Regions from separate parts of the Sus scrofa genome. Here region 1 is linked to region 2. A link is a contact called in public Hi-C data. All regions are on one chromosome and are shown on one strand. The core of a region is the stretch at or near the end of the contact, and the rest is flanking DNA. Distances in the headings are between cores, read along the strand shown. Region 1 has its middle 180 kb from the start of CYLD. Region 2 has its middle 200 kb from the start of SALL1.

Region 1 (2,700 bases), core at 133-2,632, 420 kb before region 2:
GCTCCAGCAAGCACCAGGTAATTTGTGTCAAATTTTACTCTCACCTCCCTCTCCTTCCCCTCCATCTCGGGGCTTTTTTGGGGCAAACTCCTGAATTTCACCTTTGGATCCCAGTACCCTCATGCTGTGCAAATTGCCTTGGGGGTGTGCCCCTGCCAGTCGGCAGGTGCACACTCTCATCAGGGGGCATGGCAGAGCTCAGCCACATCCCCAGCTGGGGGGAGACCGTGGAGCCGAGTGCCAGGGAGGGAAGCGGGTGCTCAGGCACGGCTGCCAGGACAAAGGACCCAAAGTTCCCCACCTCGGGCAGACACGAGCAGCCCTGGGAGGGGCAGAAGCTCAGTCGTGAAGTAACAGCTGCCCCTTAGGAGCCTGGGGCCCTCTGCCAAGCTGTTTCACAGGTGGTGTGGGGAATGGGAAGAGCCCTGCTGGACACTATTCCGCACTTGGAGCCTCAGCTTGCCCACCTATGAAATGGGACCACATCTCTTGTCCTATCGCCATCCACAGACCCCTTGGGCGGAGCAAAGGAGAAAAAAAATGTAATTGTGGTGGAGCAATCTCCAGCCGCGTGATATTCACACTACCGTCCGTGTCCCCTTCACCTCCTCGCCCCCACGGGCCACAGCCCAGCCATATCAACAGGTGGCTTTCGCCAAGTACTCAGCACTTATGATTACGCTGCCATTAAACGTGCGCCTCCCAAGGACGGGCCCTCGCCATGGTCACCTGTGGTCCCTCCGTATGTATCAGGCAACGCTGGAAAAGTGGTCGAGGATAAGGCCCTCTCAGACCTCGAGGAGGAGGTGGCCCTGCCGCCTGGGCATCCATCCAGTGTGAGTGCCCGGGGCTCCAAAGTCCCCCCACTCACCCTCAGCCCTCGTGAAGCGGGCACCCGCGTATCCCAGAAAAATTGACTTTGGATTGAGTTCATACAACACCCAGGAAAGGAGAGCAATCTTTCTCAGAACTCAAATGCAAAAACATAATGTGGTTAATATTAAATAAAGAGATTGGGCAACCCTCCCCCTCCCTTCCCTTTTTATGGTGTGTGCTGATGTGTCCTTGATCGGGGACTGTTTTGTTTATGATTAATGAATGACTCACCTTGGGCTGCTTTCTGCTTAGTCCGTACTCATTATGAATTCAAAGAGGACGTGTCGAGCTTGGCACCCAAAGGGAAATCCTCAGGAATTGGGGGGAAATGTTGACAGTGCCAGAAGCTTTCCAGGGGGAAGTGGGTGCCAGGAGACCCTCTTCCCAGCCTGCACATTCCCAAAGCAGGACCCTCGGTTTGTCATCGACCCCAAACCGTATACTGAGCCAATACCTGCGCTATACCAGGGACAGCTCTGTCTTCACGGAAGGCTTGAAACAAATGAGCCCGCTCACCCCAACACGCCCGCACGCAAGTCATATTTCAGCTCAAGTCCTCGTTCTGCCTGACACCCTCCGTTTTTCTGCCAGAGCTTCGTCCTCTCCGCGACTCTCAGTTTTTCTGCCTGTATAATGGGGCTTTCTCTGTGGTCCTTCTAGCGCTGCTCTGTCCAGAACCCCAGAGCTCCTTGGAGACAGAGACCGTGTCTCATGCTGCCTGGCTGGTGCAGAGCTGGCTGATTCGATAAAGGAATAAAGACGGTGGTCCGAGCGTGAGCAGAGCTGGGCTCTCATCTCAATGTGACTCAGCTCTCAGCATGTGGTCCGGAGTGGCCCCGCCTCGCTCTAGGGGTCAGAGTTTTCAGCAGGAGCATCAGAGAATTGACTTGAGAAGCAGAAGACTGAGTCTGGCCTGCTGGGAGCGGCTTTGTATTTGACACAATATTACAGGTGACCGTGGATGAGTGCATTTGCTCCCCAGGTGGGTCCACGGGCCATCACCCCCCTGGGGGCCCCAGCAGGTCCAGTCTCCCACACTGGTGACCTGTCTGGTCCTGGGTGTGTGACTCCCCCATTAGCCATCTCTTGGCACCTTTCCTGCTCTGACAGTCTGTGAATCTAGGAAGGGGCAGCGAGGGCGAGGGTGGTGCCCTTCCCACTGGAGCAGAAGGTTCGATTCCTGGGAAGGGCCCCTGTGATGGTTGATTTTGTGTGTCAACTTGAGGGGACACGGGGCTCCCAGAGGAAACATAATTTCTGGGTGTATCTGTGAGGGTGTTTCTGGATGGGATTAGCATTTGAATCAGCGATTGAGTAACGCTGATTGCCCTCCCAGTGGGGGCGGGCACCATGCAATCCATGGAGGCCTGAATAGAGCAAAAATGGGGAAGAAGGAGGAGCGTGTCCTCTCTGCCTGCACTTTGAGCTGGGACATCAGTCTTCGTCTGCTCTCCATTGGCTGGCCTGCCTTCCTGCCTCCCTACCTCCCTCTTCCCTGCCCCCCCGCTTTCCTCCCTCCCTGCTTCCCCCCCCCCCCCTTTCTCCCTTTCTCCCTTTCTTTCTACTTATATGTATCCTGTTGGTTGCATTGGTCTCTATCCCATTGCTTCTGGAGAACGCTGACTAATACCCGCCCCAAGCCCCCGGAGCCCCTCTCCAGCTGCCTGGTCCTTCAGTCTTGTCTCTGACCTGCCAGAACCCAGAGGGGCTCAGCAGCTCCCCGCCACCTTGCTCACCTTGCTCCAACCTGCTCTGAGTGAATGCACAGCCGGGGGCCGTGGAAAATACTTGAGCTGATTCAGCATGAAGGATGTGCCAGCCTCC
Region 2 (2,854 bases), core at 87-2,586:
CCCGAGAACTTCCAAGGCAACCCTAAAAAAGCAGAAAAATAAAAAATACATAAAATAAACCTCCCCAGCTGATTCCCATATGCCATGGAGGACTTCTTCAGGCCAATCCTTCAAAGAATTGATGATATCCCACATCCCACTACAGCTCGGATTCGACCCCTAGCCTGGGAACCCCCGTATGCTGTAGGTGTGGCCCTAAAAAGACAAAAGACAAAAACAAAAACAAAAACAAAAACAGTACAAATCTATCTCTATTTTCTAGGGAAACAACTCCAAGAGCGGGCCCTGGGAGAGGCAAATGAACAGTAACATGTTTGTTCAATAATTTTTTTAAACCGTGCTGATTGCATGTGGCAGAGTGAGAAATGCATATGGAAAAATTATTGATAGGTGGTGATGTCTCAATTACCTAGTTGTTTTTATTATTTATGATTATTGTTTATTTTATTCATGAGTCCTTTGGGAACAGAACTTCTTTTAATAGCGCTGGGTCTCTAAGGGTTGCACGCAATCCCAGCTGCTTTTGCACTGGGTGGAAGCTATGAATTCTCCCTCTTACTTTCTTTTCTAATAGGAACAGTTTTGACTGGGCACCACGCTGATCAGCTCAAAACTCCATTTTCCAGCTTCCCTTGAAGATAGCTTTGGCCACACCCATAGGTTCTGGTCAATGGAAGAAAATGAGTAGAAATGAGGTATGTCGCTTCTAGGTGGAGACCCGAAAAGGAAAGTATTCTTTTTCTCTGGCTGAAACGCAGGCGTGGTGGCAGAAACACGTATGGCAGCTGGCAGCTCTCGTGGTCACTGAGAAGGCAGCTGCATGTTGGGGTTGGCAGGACAATAGGAAAGAGAGAACGTTTGTGTCCCTGGTATCACTGAGGTGCCATATTGGTTCTGGATCATCCAGAGAAATACACTTCTCTCTTGTTTCAGTTCACTGCATTTGAGGAGCTTTTATTGGCCGAAGCTGAGTCTGTCCTGGTTACTAGAGCTCAGGAGCATCCAAGACATCATCGCAGATGCAGGTCTCTGTCGGGGTCTCTGTACACACTCCCCCATCCCACTCAAACCCTTCCAACACTTTGAAAGTCATATTGGGTCGCCACCCACTTCCCGATGGTACTGATGCCATTAGAGCTGCAGGTTGAAAATCTCTCCTGACAAAGAGAATTGGGAGGCAGCCTCTCCACTGTCATCAATCAGATCATTTTCCCTGCTCTGGTTAAAACTCACTCGTGATTTCTCATTGCACTTGGGCCAAAGTCCAAATTCCTTACTTGGCCTTCAAGCTCCCACATGATTTTGGCCCTGGCTCCCCTGCGGCCATCTACCTCCACCTCCTCCCCCTCCCTCCTACCCCGTCCTCTGTGCTCCAATGTGGTAGCCTTTTTCACTTCACAAGTGAGACCTGGCCATTTATTCTACGTGGTCCTCCCTCCCTTCAAACTTCAGTTAGTTCTTTCTTCTCACCAATGGCTGAGTTCAAATGCCAGCTTCTGATATAGCAAACTTATCTGAAGACTTATCTAAAATCTAACTAAAATTTTTATTCACTTTTCTTCTCACGATTTGTCTCTTTTTGTTTGTTTGTTTGTCTTTTGAGAACCACGCCTGTAGCATATGGAGGTTCCCAGGCTAGGGGTCAAATCAGAGCTACAGCTGCCGGCCTACATCACAGCCACAGCAACGTGAGATCCGAGCCTCGTCTGTGACCTACATCACAGCTCATGGCAACACCAGATCCTTAACCTGCTGAGCAAGGCCAGGGATCGAACCTGCATCCTCTTAGATACTAGTCAGATTCCTTTCCGCTGAGCCACGATGGGAGCGCCCTCATTTTTTTTTAACATGGAGTTATCACCATTTGAAACACCTTATTGAGCCATTTGCTTATTATGTCTCTGTTTCCTATGAGAATGTCAACACTCAGTACCCCAGTGCCAATGAAAAGGCCTGGTACACCGTAAGCACTCAATGAACACTCATTGACTGATTACAGAACAAACCCTATGAGGTCTGGGCTGTTGTTTTCAAGTTGGACAGATGATGAAACGCAGGGGCAGGTGCATGAAGCCCTGGAGAACAGACAGAGTGTTCCCTGAGAGCTGGAGGTCTTGTACCCACTGTGCTGCCTGCTTTCTAGACACTCAGACTTGGCCTTCTAGGAACTAATCTTCCAGATTCCTCAAGTAGTATGTCAGTAGCTGACCTATATTCCAGTCTCCATGAATGTTTATTAATTCACACCGTAAATCTACCAAAGGGGCACCGTGATACAATGACATATGCAGACATAGAGGCAGACAGCTGGGATCTACAATTTTGGTTGTTTATTTTTTTGGTCCTTTTTGCATCTGAACGTGGAAAAAAATATGTTTTTAAACTCTGCTGTTGAGTTAGACTTGATTACGGCTGATGAATGACAAAGCAGTTCTGATCTTATCTGGAAAGATTTTCCATGAAATGCAAAGGGAGAAAGAAGCCAGAATAAAGATGTGAAATAAATATATTGACAGAATTCAAAGAAAAGATAATGGATTTGGTCATGTTCCTGGCATCATTGCTGTGTGTGTGGTGGGGGGAGGGTTCCCAGAGCTGTGTTTGGTTATAGATTAATAATCCAGGGTACAAATGGTTCGGGACAAATTAGAGAAAACGTAAACTACAATATTCAACAAACTGAAGGTCAAAGGTTTCTGGAATTTGCTAAGTGTTCTTGGTCATACATTTTTGAATATGGAGCTTTTGAACTTTGCCACAGAAATAGCAAGTGGATTTTTGCTTAAATCACATTAAAAATGTGTGCAACTATTATTTTAAAAAAAGGAAAGAAAAGAAAAAGAAGAGGGGGAGG

What was found. A called contact is a pair of places that touch in the nucleus more often than the background predicts.
Region 1: a Hi-C map of liver shows a contact between it and region 2, with 10 times the contacts expected there. The contact joins two enhancer-like sites. A contact is called at or near these places in 4 of 47 Hi-C or Micro-C datasets (liver and skeletal muscle).

What each region holds. Positions count from the first base shown.
Region 1 is chr6:33,942,338-33,945,037 of Sscrofa11.1, reverse strand. No RefSeq gene overlaps it. Among named protein-coding and RNA genes, the nearest start is that of CYLD, 180 kb to the left of the region's middle. Within about 2 kb of position 1,382, at least 9 of the 83 cell types and tissues checked have an H3K27ac peak or open chromatin away from gene starts, as enhancers often do. A contact at or near this core is called in liver, where this site is marked.
Region 2 is chr6:33,526,638-33,529,491 of Sscrofa11.1, reverse strand. No RefSeq gene overlaps it. Among named protein-coding and RNA genes, the nearest start is that of SALL1, 200 kb to the left of the region's middle. Within about 2 kb of position 1,336, at least 2 of the 83 cell types and tissues checked have an H3K27ac peak or open chromatin away from gene starts, as enhancers often do. A contact at or near this core is called in liver, where this site is marked.